5 separate regions of the Mus musculus genome follow, and regions 2, 3, 4 and 5 are each linked to region 1. A link is a contact called in public promoter capture Hi-C data. All regions are on one chromosome and are shown on one strand. The core of a region is the stretch at or near the end of the contact, and the rest is flanking DNA. Distances in the headings are between cores, read along the strand shown.

Region 1 (2,700 bases), core at 191-2,690:
TTCCTTTCCTTTCCTTTCTTTTCTTTTCTTTCTTCTTTCTTTCTTTCTTTCTTTCTTTCTTTCTTTCTTTCTTTCTTTCTTTCTTTCTTTCACAGAGCTCTGGCTGGACCACTAAAGGTGTGTGCCACCATACCCAAATAAAAACTGTTTCTTAGCTGGGCAGTGGTGAGGCCAGCCTGTTCTACAGAGTGAGTTCCAGGACATCTGGGCTACACAGAGAAACCCTGTCTTGGAGAAGAAAAAAAAAAAAAAAAGAACTGTTTCTTAATAAACTCCAACTTTCCAGTTCTAGGACAGCCAGGACTATACAGAGAAACCCTGCCTCAAAAAAAAAAATCTATTCACTAACAAAAGAAAAAAATCTGATAACACAACTTGGATGAATTGCAACAGCCAAAAGCGAAAAATAAATGGAAATACAAAAGGAATACATTGAATCACATTCTACAATAGACAAATGTACTATAGCACCAAAAGAAACAATGTTGTTCTGGCTGTAGAAAGAGGATGGATTGAAAGAACCTTTAAGGAGTGATGGAAGTGTTCTCCCTGGATTGTGACGACATAGGTGTCTGAAAAGTCTAAGAATGGTATCGTTTTAAATGACTGCATTTATATTGAGAGAGAGCCTATATCAATAAAATCTTTCAATTTACAAAGGCCCTGCTTGAATATATTTCCCATAGCAGGGAAATCATTTCATTTCTATGAGAATACACTGAGCAACACTTGCTTTCAGGTCGGCGATGGTTAGAGCGCTTTTAAATCCTTGTTTCTGATGTTTTGTTTCGGCGTTGGGGAGCACAGCCAGAACCTTGAGTGTGCTACCGGACTCTTTTCCATGGAGCTAGCTTTTGTTTTTATTTTTAATGGACTTTTCTGGTTTTGTTTTATTCGCTACTGTTCTCCTCGTGAATTTTTAGCTTTCTCAATGACTAGATCTTTTCCCTAATATGAGATAAAGCACTGTGTTAATAAAAATCATTGTCAGACCTTTTTTTAAAAAAAAATGAGGGGTGGGTGGTCAAGGACTTTACGTGAGGCGGGATTCCCCTTTGGGGTCACCCGTAGGAGGGCCGGAACAAGACCCGAGGAAGCTTCCGCTTTCACTTCCTTGATTATTAAGTCACTTTCTCTTTAAAGGAGCGTCGCGGAAGGGTAATTTTCCGTCAGAGGATTACTTCCCTCCCGACGAGTCCACCCAAGATACAGGGATACCATAATGTCGCATAGCAATGAGTAATCTATAAATGCTCAAAAGCCATAACAGACAATTTACAATTCTGTAAAAATCAAAGTAAAATTTGTCTGACCTTTGAGCATCATTCTCTTCTTTCCATCTCTAAAATGCTGAACATTTGAATTAGGTTTCTTCCCCTCCAATTACTGGTCAGTGGTTCGCTCCGACCTTAGCACTGACAGGCCGCAGAAGCTGCGGCTGCGCACAAAGCTTGCGGGGGATGGGGGGAGGAACATGGCGCAAGCTCTGTCTGAAGAGGAGTTTCAACGGATGCAGGTGCCGCTGGATGTGGGGAAGACCACCCGTCTAGTAGACTGGGGGCGGGGTAGAGACAAGACCAGCCATCGGTTCTGAAGATTTGGTTGGAATGGGTCTTAAGTATAAGGGGGTGGTCTGGAGAAGGGAAACCGAGGCTCTGAGTGGCGATCTTAGTGATTTCGAAGATTCTATGTGGGTTCTGAAGGTTGGATTCTTTTAGCTTTTCAAAAGGAATGTAGAACGTCTTTAGGCGATACCTTTCTCAGTCCGGAATCGGGATGGGATCTTTGGGTCCATGTGTAGGGCATACCATTAAATGGTGATGATGTTAGACTTTAAAGGATGGAGATTCTGAGGAGAAATTATTTGGTCGGGAGAGAAAAGAAGCAGGCATTTGCGTCATGGGGAGGGGGGAAGCCTCTGGTTATTTGACAGGACAAGACCATGAACTACTGGGAGGTGGAAAGTTTGTGGGAGATACCAATACTACTAAGCCAGGGGAGTAGGGAAAGACCGTGGATCTCTTCCCTAGAGTTGTTGTGCCATTGATGCTAGAAGATCCTAAGAGGAGGGGTTGGCATAATTGCATGGATTGGGATGATTCCTTTAGACCCAGGGTGATGAGCATTCTGAGTAGGTAATACCATTAACTCAGATTAGAGGAAGGGCCGGAGGATATTTATAAACTGATACTTTGGGAGTTCAGGGAAGGGGACATCACTGGGTTTGGGGGAGTAGTCTGACCTGGTCCTCTGACTTGTTGATCCTTTTCCAGGCATCTCGAGAGGGAATAGAAGCACTGCATAATGAATGGACACTTAGTGAGGGAGCCTTAGTGGGAAAGACTGAAATGGGGAAACCTTAGAGTCCTATAGGTTGGGGGCAGAACACTTGAGGGAGCAGAAATATTCGATTGGCCTGGGAGCTAGTTAGTCTGCTTGAGGGACACTGAAGATGTAAGAGTGAGCTCATTGGACCATAAATGGGGAGGACCACTGGAAATTGCAGAAGATTCTGAATAAAACTAGTTCAACTGGCCCGCCCAAGGGCATTTGAGAGATCCTGAAGGACAGACATAATGTCACCCCCATTGAAGACATCTTGTAAAAAGTGGATAGATAGATACTTGAGCAAGGAACGTTTATCCTATTTGAGCCATGTGTAAGGAGATACTATTGGGCTTTGGAGAGGGACTTCAAGGT
Region 2 (2,700 bases), core at 59-2,558, 400 kb after region 1:
TGGTACACCTAGGCAGAGGCTCCTGAGGCTCTAAAGAGGAATCATCAGATTGTACTGCCAGCATCATCGAGTTGTACTTCTGGTTGCTAGTCACAGAGTATGATCACAGTCTGGTGGGCGAGTCACTGTCAACAAGCCAGGTCCTAGCACTTTGGGGCTCAGTTTGTTGGAAAGACACAGGAATGTAGTCGGGGTGCACTGCAGGGTCCAGTGGCTGAGATTTAACTGGACGCTACTCCCACCCGCAGGGGGCTGCAGAGATGAGGAATCAGAGCTGCGGCCCCAAGCACCACGTTTCAAAAGCAAGAGTCCAGGCAATTAGTGTGCCACCCTGCAACAAGCTAGAAGTAGCAAAAGCAGGGGTCTCACGGGCGGCGCTAACCAAGAGAAAGGAAAACAAAGCCCAGAGACCACCAATCACAACCAGAACCCTCCACTGTAGCTGCCCAACGAGAGGGCGAGTCTTCCGTCGTCTGGACAACCGATTTAGGGCCCGGGTCCCGCGCAAGCGCAGGGTAGGGCAGGACTCGCAGGCAAACCGCTGTCGTGGAGGGTCTGGGCACGTGGAGGGGCTCGGACAAGCTGGCTGGCACTCACCCCAGGCGGCGCGATCGCAGGGCGACTTCCTAACACAGGCTTGCGACTTTCCAGGAAGACCTGCAGGCTCCCTAATAGCCCCAGTTCCGCTCAGCTCTAGCGCTTCCCCGCCCGATGGAGCGGACCAATAGTGAAGTGGAGAAGGTGGCTTCTGCCAATAGGAGTCCTCCGAATGTCGCAGGCCCTGTCCTCGCCTATGGTGTCATCTTCCCTGTTGGCTGAGACCAAGTCAGGAGTAGGGTGGAGACCTCCAAGGTCTGTGGGCGCTTTCTCCCGATAGCAAATCTATGCTATTCTGAGCTTCAATTTCCCTGCCCTCTTATCAATCGCACAAGATGAGGCTGAAATTTGAAACCCTCAACATTTGCTAGTGACCGGAGTTGCGTGGTCTTCTAAGTTTTCTAGGCAACCAATCAGTTCCCGGACCCATTCTTAGCCCAAATGCAGAGAATACGACAGGTGGATTACATTCAGTACAAACAAACCTAGCGCCCACCAGAGCTCAGAACTCTCCAGTCCTAACAGCATCGGTCACCTTCAAACCCTCACTCCTGCTGAGCAGTTGGTGTAGACTCTCAACAGTGCCAGTTCTTAAAAGCCAAACAGAAGGCATGACGGTAAACAAGTTGGCAAACAGACCTCGTCAGCATTTAGTCAGAATATTGATCATCTCAAACTGTCATTTTAATTATTACCTACGGACCAGTAGGCATCAACCCTTCTTCTGTCTTGCCCTACCCCGCCCCGTTCGAATCTGACGAACCAATCAGTACAGGGATCCCCCAGTTTTCCATGAAGTATTACTAAGCCTCCCCCACAAAATCTGTCCCTGCTCTACGCAAGCAGGACCAGGACCCCGCCATCATAGACTCATTAGCCAATCACAGACCATGTTGAATTCATCGCGAATAGATCACAATTTTATTTTCCCTCTCCACGATTTTCAGTTTCCAAACCTTTATGTGTGGTGGAATTTCTTTGCTTTCCCTTTTTCCCCTCTGATCAGTGAAAAAAAAAAAAAAAAACAAAAAACCAAAAAACCGAGCCTGTTGTGTAAGTTCTACTTTTATTCGACAATAACAAACTGCATATAAAAAAGGGAGACGGCAGGCGCAGAGGCCCTGGATCTGCTCCTGTCTGCTTTCCCAAGTATCCATCGTTCCTTGGCCCAATAAGGACCACCCCCTTCCTGCCTGGTGGCGGGGTGAGGATTGACAGGCATAGAAAGTTGTGTGTGTTCCTATGTTGTGTGGAGGGGTGTTGGGGGTCAAGAATGGATAAGGGAAAAGGAGTAGAGAAAGGGTCTTTTCTCATCCCCCATCAGAGTTGGCACCCTAAGGAGGGGTATTGAAGGGGATTATGATGGTCATATGCCTCAGCCTATGAGACGGTAGAAGATCCAGCATCCAAAAGTGACCCAGTGACTGGCCCAGCTGAGCTCTGACCACTTGTGGACAGTGTATGCCATGCCGTAGCCCTGTGGGAGAGAAACAAGTCATGATTTTGAAATTCAACAAGGACAGTGAGTCTCCGGAAAACCCATCTCTTGCCCAGGGATCTTTGGTATTTCATATTCCTGAGTAAAAGAAGGGTCTAGGTGCTTATCAAGGGTGACCAGATACAGTTTGGTTTCTTCTTCTTTAAAGATCATTTTAAGGGGCTGAGTATACAGCTTGATGGGAGGGTCTACATGGGGAGGCCCCAGGTTTTGATTTCCAGCACACCAAAAAGAGTTATTTTAAAAATATGTTGGATGTGGTGGGTCATGCTGATCCCTGAGGTCGTTTGTATATGAGACCACTAGAAATCTGAGTGTCTACCAATACAGGACAAAGTAAACCCTGACAAATTCTTGCAATGAAAAAAAAAAAAAAGGAAGACTGTGTACTTAAAAAATTGGGGGAAGCCAGACGTGGTGATGCACACCTTTAGTCCCAGCACTTAGCACTTGGGAGGCAGGCCGATTTCTGAGTTCGAGGCCAGCTTGGTCTACAGAGTGAGTTCTAGGACAGCCAGGGCTACACAGAGAAACCCTGTCTCAAGGGGAAAGAAATTAAAATATAGAGTGTATGTTTTTGATATGCTTTGAGGAAGTGGGTTAAT
Region 3 (2,700 bases), core at 77-2,576, 300 kb after region 1:
TTCTAGTACGCCCCCCACATCCCCGGGACTTTCTCATCTCCTCCCCATCCCCCCCAACTGCAGCGCAAGGATGCACAAGCTGCTCACTTACATCTCCAGCAAAAGTGTGGAAGAACGGGGTGGGAGTGAGATAAACCAGCTGAGAGTACAGCTCCTGTTCCCAGAGTAGCCGACCAGCCTGGAAAGTGGGGGGAGGTGCATGCTGAAATCCAGGCATCTTGGGTGGCAGACCACTGGAGCATGGTGTCCAGGTTTGGTGTCCCGGGGTTTTATTTAAAGCTCTTCAGCTTCAGCTCACTATCAGAGTTTGGGTTCTAGGTGTCTGAGAGTCAGACACCGATATGAGAGATATGGGTTTGGGAGCCAAAGCCTATATGTAGGAGTTGAAGGCTCCACGTTGTGAATTTAAGATTCCAGTTCTAAGAGTATTCAACATGATTTAGAACATATTTGAGGCTGAGGCTCAGGTATTTGTGGAGCAGATCTAAGTCTTGATATAAACCTTCTGAGGTCCGTCTTCTTAGACTCAGAATGAGAAAAACACAACTTGGGATCTGTATTGGTCTTTGGTTCTGGAGCTCAGGGGGTCACTGATATGAGTGAAGGCTTGGAGCTGTGGACAAAAACTGGTTTTGTAAGTTGGGAACTAGCTTTCCTGTCCAGTGGGGCATGGGGTCACCTGTAGGCCATAAAGGCGGATGAAGTAGGACTTCTGAGGGTTATCCTTCACGAAGCACACAGCCCCGCAGTGTTCCATGGTCCAGTGCTCAGCTCCAGGGGGCAGTGCCAGGTAGAGCTGAACAACTGTGGTAGCCAGTGTCTAGGAGGGGAGAGCAGGGGTCAGTGCAGTGTGCTCATGGGTCACCAGGCCTGGTCCTTGCCTGCCTGTGGCTTTCATGAGCTTGGGGAAAGAGCTGTAGCCAGGAGGAAGGGGAGTAGACATCAAGATAATGGGGAGTGAGTGAATCTGAGGAGAGGAGATGGGGAGAAGGGGGATACAGGGATGATGGGAACAAGGAGAAGGGAAATATGGGTAAGAGGAGGAAGCAGAACGGGGAAGAAGAAGTAGAGAGGAAGAAGAGGAGAGGGAGGGAGACTGGGAGGACCAGGAGATCTCCCAACTCACCCAGCATTTTCGGCCAAGAAGCTCAAAGAGTCTCTGGTTTTCATGGTCCTGGAGGAGGTTGGAAGGAATGTTCTGCTGAACGGCTGGTCCCCCTCGGCCCCCAGGCCTGCCTCCTACAGGGCCAGGGCCACTATTCATGCTGCCTTCTGCCTTAGTCCTCTCCAGCTAAGCTCTGGGTGCAGGGTAAGAAGAGGAACTTCCGCAGTGAGCAGGGGAACAGGAAGTACAATAAACCACAAGGGAAATAAGTCCTCCAGGGCCCCCCAGAGGGCCTGTTCTCCTCTCTAGGACAGGCATGGGCCCTCCTCCATTTGCGTGGCTAGATCCAAGTTTGTAATGAGCTCAGGGCATCTTCCTTTCTTCTTTCTTCCCAACGTCCTCTCCCTTTTTGTGCGGGGCCATTTCCTTCTGACAGGCTTAGATCAGCCTTGCTCTAGTCGGACACTGAGGGAGAGCTACGCCATCTGCAGAGCTTCTCCTTCAGGGTAGCTACGCAGAGAGTAGTCACAAGTCTGTGTAGCCTCCTTCCGTCTTCCAAAAGCACCGACTTGGCCTGGGGTTGAATCTAAGGCTCCAGGTGCTAAAGGGCCATTGCATTACAGCTTTTCCTTTTAAAGGCATATTGAGCCGGGCGTGGTGGCGCACACCTTTGACCCCAGCACTCAGGAGGCAGAGACAGGCAGATTTCTGAGTTCGAGGCCAGCCTGGTCTACAAAGTGAGTTCCAGGACAGCCAGGGCTATACAGAGAAACCCTGTCTCGAAAAACCAAAAAAAAAAAAAAAAAAAAAAAAAAAAAGGCATATGAACTAATCTCTAGCTTTGGACGTTGCCAATGATATAGAAGGCCATGACTCACTTCCCCATCTTTTACTCTTGCCCCCTGTAGCTCCCTAATTACTTTCTTTTTCATTTATTTATTTCATGTATGCGGGTACACTGTCGCTGTCTTCAGACACACCAGGAGAGGGCATTGGATCTTCATTACAGATGCTGTGAGCCACCATGTGGTTTCTGGGATTTGAACTCAGGACCTCTGGAAGAACAGTCAGTGCTCTTAATCACTGAGCCATCTCTCCAGACCCCAATTACTTTCTTTTGTAAAATTTATTTTTATTTTATGCGCCTTGGTGTTTTGCCTACATGTATGTCTGTGTGAGGGTGTCAGAGTTACAGACAGTCCTGAGCTGCCATGTGTGTTCTGGGATTTGAACCTATGTCCTCTGGAAGAGCAGTCAGTGCTCTTAACCACTCAACAATCTCTCTAGCCTAAACTCAGACCCCCACCCCTTTTTTGTTTTTTGTTTTTGTTTTATTTGGTTTTTGTTTTGTTTTGCTTTGCTTTGCTTTGCTTTTGTTTGTTTGTTTGTTTGTTTGTTTGTTTTGAGACACGTTTTCCCTGTGTAGAGCCCTGGCTGTCCTAAAACTCACTCTATAGACCAGGCTGGCCTTGAACTCACAGAGATCCATCTGCCTCTGCCTTCTGAGTGCTGGGATTAAAGGCCTGTATCACCATGCCTGGCCCTAATTACTTTCTTTTCAATCTCATTCGGGAAGGAAGGACTTGACAGTATAA
Region 4 (2,700 bases), core at 47-2,546, 470 kb before region 1:
CTTTAAAGAACAAAAAGGGTTCGTGTGTGCGCCAGTCCTCAAAACTCCAACAAAGACTGGGCTTTGGATGAGGAGAGGCTCCTGAAATCCAAGAAAAAGAGAGCTTAAACTCTAAGGATGAATTCACCAGGGAAAAGTGCTCCAATGAGTTTACCTGGAACATGGCTCAGTTTAAGTCGACTCCCCATCCCCCTCCTATTTTACTGTTAAGAAGTACTTACTGATCAGCACGTCGTGGAACAAGGGGAAATTTAACAGCTCTGAAATTCAACCCGGGAAATTACTAATACATTTATGAAGTATGTGTAAAGGGGAGTCTCACTGGTTTTTAATGCTTCACCTTCTGGCTTTCCCCTCATTTACTCGGCGCAGCTTCCACTGACGTTATCACAGGGCCACCCGTCCAACTTCAGTCAACTGATTTGTTCTGAAACGTTCATAAAGGTAAAAAGCACGTCAAAGTTAAGCTAAAGCTAAAGCTTTCTTTCCATTACTTGGAAAGGAGCTGGAGCGCGGGGCTCCAACCTCTGGAAGCAGCAGCTTAAGCGCATTGGGCGGCAAAGGGCGAAAACGCACACCAACTTCTTCGCCCAGACCGTCTGGACTGCACTTCGCTAAGAAGCCCTAGAAACCTGTGGCGGGTCCAAAGCAGGAGCAAGCCGAACCTGGCCTCGGCTGCGCTTTCCCAGCGAACGCCGCCCCAGCCCTGTCCTCTGGAGAAGCGACGCGGGCAGCCAAGCTCCCCGCTTTCAAAGCTGGGTGGGCTTGGCGCCGCTTGGCAAGGAAACTTCGATCGGCAGCCTGGGGACCCTGCTCCCCAGAACAGGGCTGGGCTGCCGAGGAGATGCCGCCCCGCTCTGGCAGGAACCAGGCTGTCCACCACCTCCTTCAGTGGCGGCCGGGCAGAGGGAACGCCAGCTCCGGGGACCGCGGTGGCAGGCGAGCGTTCTTCCCTGCTCGCCGTACCGGGGGGCTCCTCGGGTGGGCCGGCGGCCGGTGAGCCGGGAAGGACCTGTTGGGGAAGGGAAGCCCATTTGCCTTTACCTGTCACCGAGGTCCGGCGCGGCGGAGCCCGTGTCCACCGGCGGTGGGCAGCGCGCTCAGTCGGCTCTGGCGTTCCACACGGCGAGTAGAGCTAGCGCCCCACGTAGCCGGCAGAGCTTCATTCACACAGCCCAGCCGGGAGGAGGGGGAGCGGAGCGGGAGCGAGGCTCATGTGACAGGCGCCTTGGAGTATTAGCTCTGCCAAGACGGCGTCTGCGCATGCGCGCCACGGAGGGCCCGCTCCAGGCACCTCGGGCCGGCCAGGGGGGAAAGCGCCACCGAGAAGCAGCAGCTGGGAGGAGCTTCGGCATGCGCAACCGCAATAGGGTAGTCGGGCTTGCAGCCATATTTAATGAGGACTGGGCGGATCCAACCCAAATGCGGGGCGTGTCAGTTGCATTTGGGGGAAAAAAAAAGCAATGCTCCCTTCGGTTTCATTGTTTGCAGATTGCCTACCTTGGTTTTGCTTTTGTCTTTAGAACAAACTGTTTATCCTGAGTATCTTGCCCACAGCGGACATCAGACCACAAATTTAAGCCTCCCTTATGCCAGGCATTGTTCTGGCTAATATACTTTATTCGTTTCATTTAATGCTCACAAGAACTCATGAAGAGTGTGTCATTATCCGTTTTCCCTCATAAAAATACAGAGGCTCAGAAAGGTTACATAGCTTTTCCAATCTCACACTGTAGTAGCAATAAGAATAGTGATCAAATACAGTAGTGCTTGCAGGGGCCAATTTAATCCAACACAGGGAAATCTATACTGCAGTTACTTATAGGTATTATTGCCAATTTAATCATTGTCAAGCGAAAACTCAAGGTGACATATACTTCTAATCCCGATTCTTTGAGGTTGAAGGCAGGAGAATCGATGCGAGGTCATCCTAGGCTATATTGTAAGTTTGAAGGCAGGATGCTGTCTCAAAAACAGACAAACAAAACACAAAATAAAGCTCAGATTCCAACTGAGGTCTCTCTGTCTCCAAAGCCATTCCGAATAATTAGAAGAACTATCCTATCCTTGTGAGGAATGAACAGGTTATACAAATGGAGTGCAGCTATTAATTTATTGCAAGAACTAAGATTGGAATCCACATCATCAACACAAGTAATCTACCTAGAAGCCAAGTATTCAAATTCAAAATCCACTGTAGTAAATAGTATTTTTTTTTCTTGCAACAGGGACTCACTATTTAGCCTTGGATGCCTGAAACTCACCATGTAAACTAAACTGGCCTTGGGATCACAGATACTCAGCTGCTTCTGCCTCCCAAGCGCTGGGATTGTAGACCTGTGCCACACCCGTAGACTTTTTTTTTCTTTGAGAAGTTTATACAAGTATACAATAAACTATAATCTTATACGCTTCCATTTGCTCCCTCCAATTCTCCCCAAGAAATCCATATTTCCCCCAACACCTCCCCTCATAATTTCAAATTTCTTGTGTTAGTAACCCAATAAATCCAGTTAGTGCTGCCCATATTTGCAAGAGTGTGGGACCATTCGACAGACCAGGAAAAACCTACCAGAGGTCACACCCTCAAAGAAGAGCAATTCTCTCTCCCCAGGTGGGAAGCTATCAACTACCAATGGAATCTCAGTAAGAAATAGAGTCTGGATATCACCTCTCCCATCTCTGTAGGAATGTTGGTGG
Region 5 (2,700 bases), core at 1-2,500, 390 kb after region 1:
GTGCAAATCTCCCTGTAACACTGTTTGTTGCTCAGATCCTTCTTCAACAGCAAACCTAGGTGCTGGAGCTAGCCCTCCCTCCACTCTGAGATGTATTTATGGCTCTACTGGTATCAAACTGTTGAGAGTTCCTTTGAGTACATGCTTTCCAGACTTCTGTGTGCTGACCTCTCTCAGAGTGAACATCCTTCCCACTTCATCTGGCTTACTAAAACCTTTGCCTTAGAGCGCTAACACCCCAAAAGTGATCTCTGGCACTCCAGTCTGAGCCACCGGTCACTGCTTGCAGGTATCACAACGGGTTCCTTCCTCAGAGTGTGTTATATGTCACAAGCTGTCCTATGTGCCCTTCTCCCTCCTGATTGTCTATTACTTTTGCCCCCAGGCTTCCTTCTCCAACAATATGGGAACCTACAGGAACATACCACACTCATCTAGGTGTTCCCTCTACCTAGAACTCTTCTCCCATCCTAAATGCATATGCTAACATTTTGTTATTATTATTATTATCCAGGTCTCTGTGACTTGAGTCCTCTTTAGGGGATTTTCCTATACAGCTTTGGGTAAAGTAACTCCCTAGAGATCCTAACCTTTCCTATCACTTTCTCCTGATATTCACCAATGTTCAAAATATCTCATTTAATTGTTTTTGTCCCCCTCCCACAAGCACGTGGGCTCAGGGGTGGGACATGGACAAAAGTGAACTCTCAATAGCTATTTGTTGACTGACTTTAGGACTATCCCTTCTGACAGCGACAGCACCTCCTTCCTTCCTCTGGACTCCAGAGGCCCCTCCGGTAACCCTACAACCCACCTCTCTACCCGTAGGCTCCACCCATCCACTCCATTGGCCCTGTCTCCTCTACAGTTCCACACCCAACGACAAGTCCCCAAAACCCACGCCTTCATTCTATCAATTCCGCTCTCCAGCCTCGCCCCCAGTCTCCAAGTCACGCCCCAAATTTCAGGTCTGATGCTCTATCCTAGGACAGTTACGGTCTTTTCGTCCACTGGGCGCCCAAGCAGGCTAGCCTCACCTTGACTCGGACCCGTACCACCTCACGCTCCTCCTCCTCAACCGCCGCGGCCGCCTGGGCACCTCCGACGGGCGGGGGCGCTGCCGAGCACGCCGAGTCCGAGGCCGCGGAGGTGGTTGCCATCCCGCCGCTGTCGTCTCTGTCCAGGTGATAACCGATAGTTACCCGTACCCTAACGTACACCCAACAGTGCGGGCGCCCGCGGCCCCACCTTGCACCAGAGCGCAGGCGCAGAGGTGCTGTAGGACCCTGCCCCTCCCACCTGGCTTGGGCTGGAGGTCGCATCTGAGCATGCGCCTAGAGTGCTCTTGCCTGGAACCCCGCCTCCCAGAGTGGAGAATTTTACTTTTTACTGCCTGTGTGTAAGTGCCTGTCCAGGTCCTGCCTGGCCCGGTCCGTGGCGCCGTTGTTTTGGCAGTTTACTTCCGGATTCATGAACCGCCGCGTTAAACGGACGAGCTTGAGAGAGACAAGAGGGAGGCAAGGAGGCCACAGCGTGCTGACATAAACGTTCCAGAACCGGCTTTGAATTGCCACGTGCCTTTGGTGACAGATGATGTCATCGGTTTCAAATACTTCCCTTCGAATTAATATCCTGAAGGGGGAAAATAGTACTCTAAAGATTTTTTTGTTTAGTTTTTTTCCTTTCTTCCTTTCTTCCTTTCTTTCTAAACAGAATCTCACTAATTTCCCAGAGATAATTTGAACTTCAGTTTTTTTTTTAACCTCAGACTTCCAAGAACTTCCAGGTGTGTGCCACCTTCTCCATGCCCACCTCCCAATCTCTTAATTTACACTTATATTCAAGGATAAAGTTTTACACACGTCTAAATCCTTGTTTATACTTCCTTAAGTAATTTACCAAAAAACAAACATTGTATGCTTTCTGAAGGTCCTACTTCTTTCCTAAACTTTTTTTCCAGGTTTTTTTGTTGTTGTTATTTTTTGTGACATTTTCATATAGTTCAGGCTAACCTTCAGACTCTGTCTCAAAAGTGCTGGACCTACATTGTCTTTGTTTTGTTTTGTTTTGTTTTGTTTTTTCGAGACAGGGTTTCTCTGTATAGCCCTGGCTGTCCTGGAACTCACTCTGTAGACCAGGCTGGCCTCGAACTCAGAAATCCACCTGCCTCTGCCTCCCAAGTGCTGGGACTAAAGGCGTGTGCCACCACTGCCCGACCCTACATTGTCTTTGTTTTACTTAATCATTACAGTTTGTTGAGGTCAGCCCTGTTATAAGCTCTATCTGGTTTATCTCATTGATAGAGCATATGTCTAGTATACAGGAGGTCCACAGCACTTCAGTCACAATAAAAATATGTGTTTGTTAAATATGAGTTAGATCGTTGAACACATCTTATGCTTTTTGTTTATTTATTTGCTTATTTGTTTGTTTTTTCAAGACAGGGTTTCTCTATGTAGCACTGGCTGTCCTGGAACTCTGAAGACCAAGTTGGCTTCAAACTCACAGATATCCTACTGTCTCTGTCTCCTGAGTGTGGGGATTAAAGGTGTGTGGCCACCCCAGCCCAGTGTCTTAAGCTCTTTGAGAAAAAAATGAGATAGGTTTTCACTATGAAGTTCTGGCTGACCTGAGACTCTCCATGTAGACTAAGCTGGCCTGGAACTCTCTTCCTCCAGACTGCTAAGATTAAAAATGGAC

The links. Promoter capture Hi-C pulls out the DNA fragments that hold promoters and counts their contacts. Capture Hi-C pulls out chosen DNA fragments and counts their contacts.
Region 2: a contact with region 1 is called in a promoter capture Hi-C map of liver, with 2.8 times the contacts expected there. The contact joins the promoter of Ebp here to the promoter of Gripap1 in region 1. A contact is called at or near these places in 2 of 39 promoter capture datasets (cranial neural crest and liver) and 2 of 9 other capture datasets (adipose tissue and liver).
Region 3: a contact with region 1 is called in a promoter capture Hi-C map of second pharyngeal arch cranial neural crest. The contact joins the promoter of Was here to the promoter of Gripap1 in region 1. A contact is called at or near these places in 10 of 39 promoter capture datasets (the 3T3-L1 cell line, the C10 cell line, the HPC-7 cell line and 7 more), 2 of 484 Hi-C or Micro-C datasets (B cells and embryonic stem cells), 3 of 115 datasets of contacts at active chromatin or transcription factors (extraembryonic endoderm stem cells, memory CD8 T cells and microglia) and 3 of 9 other capture datasets (adipose tissue, liver and pancreatic islet).
Region 4: a contact with region 1 is called in a promoter capture Hi-C map of pre-B cells. The contact joins the promoter of Clcn5 here to the promoter of Gripap1 in region 1. A contact is called at or near these places in 13 of 39 promoter capture datasets (the 3T3-L1 cell line, 3T3-L1-derived adipocytes, the C10 cell line and 7 more), 2 of 484 Hi-C or Micro-C datasets (CD4 T cells and muscle stem cells), 4 of 115 datasets of contacts at active chromatin or transcription factors (embryonic forebrain, embryonic stem cells, extraembryonic endoderm stem cells and 1 more) and 1 of 9 other capture datasets (liver).
Region 5: a promoter capture Hi-C map of erythroid cells shows a contact between it and region 1, with 4 times the contacts expected there. The contact joins the promoter of Tbc1d25 here to the promoter of Gripap1 in region 1. A contact is called at or near these places in 2 of 39 promoter capture datasets (erythroid cells and liver) and 2 of 9 other capture datasets (adipose tissue and liver).

What each region holds. Positions count from the first base shown.
Region 1 is chrX:7,788,553-7,791,252 of GRCm38.p6, forward strand. Gripap1 (GRIP1 associated protein 1) reads left to right here and starts at 1,441. Exons shown (of 26, transcript NM_001290455.1): 1 at 1,441-1,516. The coding sequence starts at 1,475. It overlaps Gm39487 (a long non-coding RNA gene), which reads right to left and starts at 1,388. Exons shown (of 3, transcript XR_003953042.1): 1 at 1,314-1,388.
Region 2 is chrX:8,192,204-8,194,903 of GRCm38.p6, forward strand. Ebp (phenylalkylamine Ca2+ antagonist (emopamil) binding protein) reads right to left here and starts at 1,309. Exons shown (of 5, transcript NM_007898.3): 1 at 598-1,309. Porcn (porcupine O-acyltransferase) reads right to left here. Exons shown (of 15, transcript NM_023638.4): 15 at 1,643-2,074. The coding sequence ends at 1,973.
Region 3 is chrX:8,089,165-8,091,864 of GRCm38.p6, forward strand. It overlaps Was (Wiskott-Aldrich syndrome), which reads right to left and starts at 1,327. Exons shown (of 12, transcript NM_009515.2): 1 at 1,127-1,327; 2 at 680-820; 3 at 92-178. The coding sequence starts at 1,264.
Region 4 is chrX:7,318,062-7,320,761 of GRCm38.p6, forward strand. Clcn5 (chloride channel, voltage-sensitive 5) reads right to left here and starts at 1,297. Exons shown (of 14, transcript NM_001243762.1): 1 at 1,045-1,297.
Region 5 is chrX:8,174,674-8,177,373 of GRCm38.p6, forward strand. It overlaps Tbc1d25 (TBC1 domain family, member 25), which reads right to left and starts at 1,251. Exons shown (of 6, transcript NM_172478.4): 1 at 1,038-1,251. The coding sequence starts at 1,160.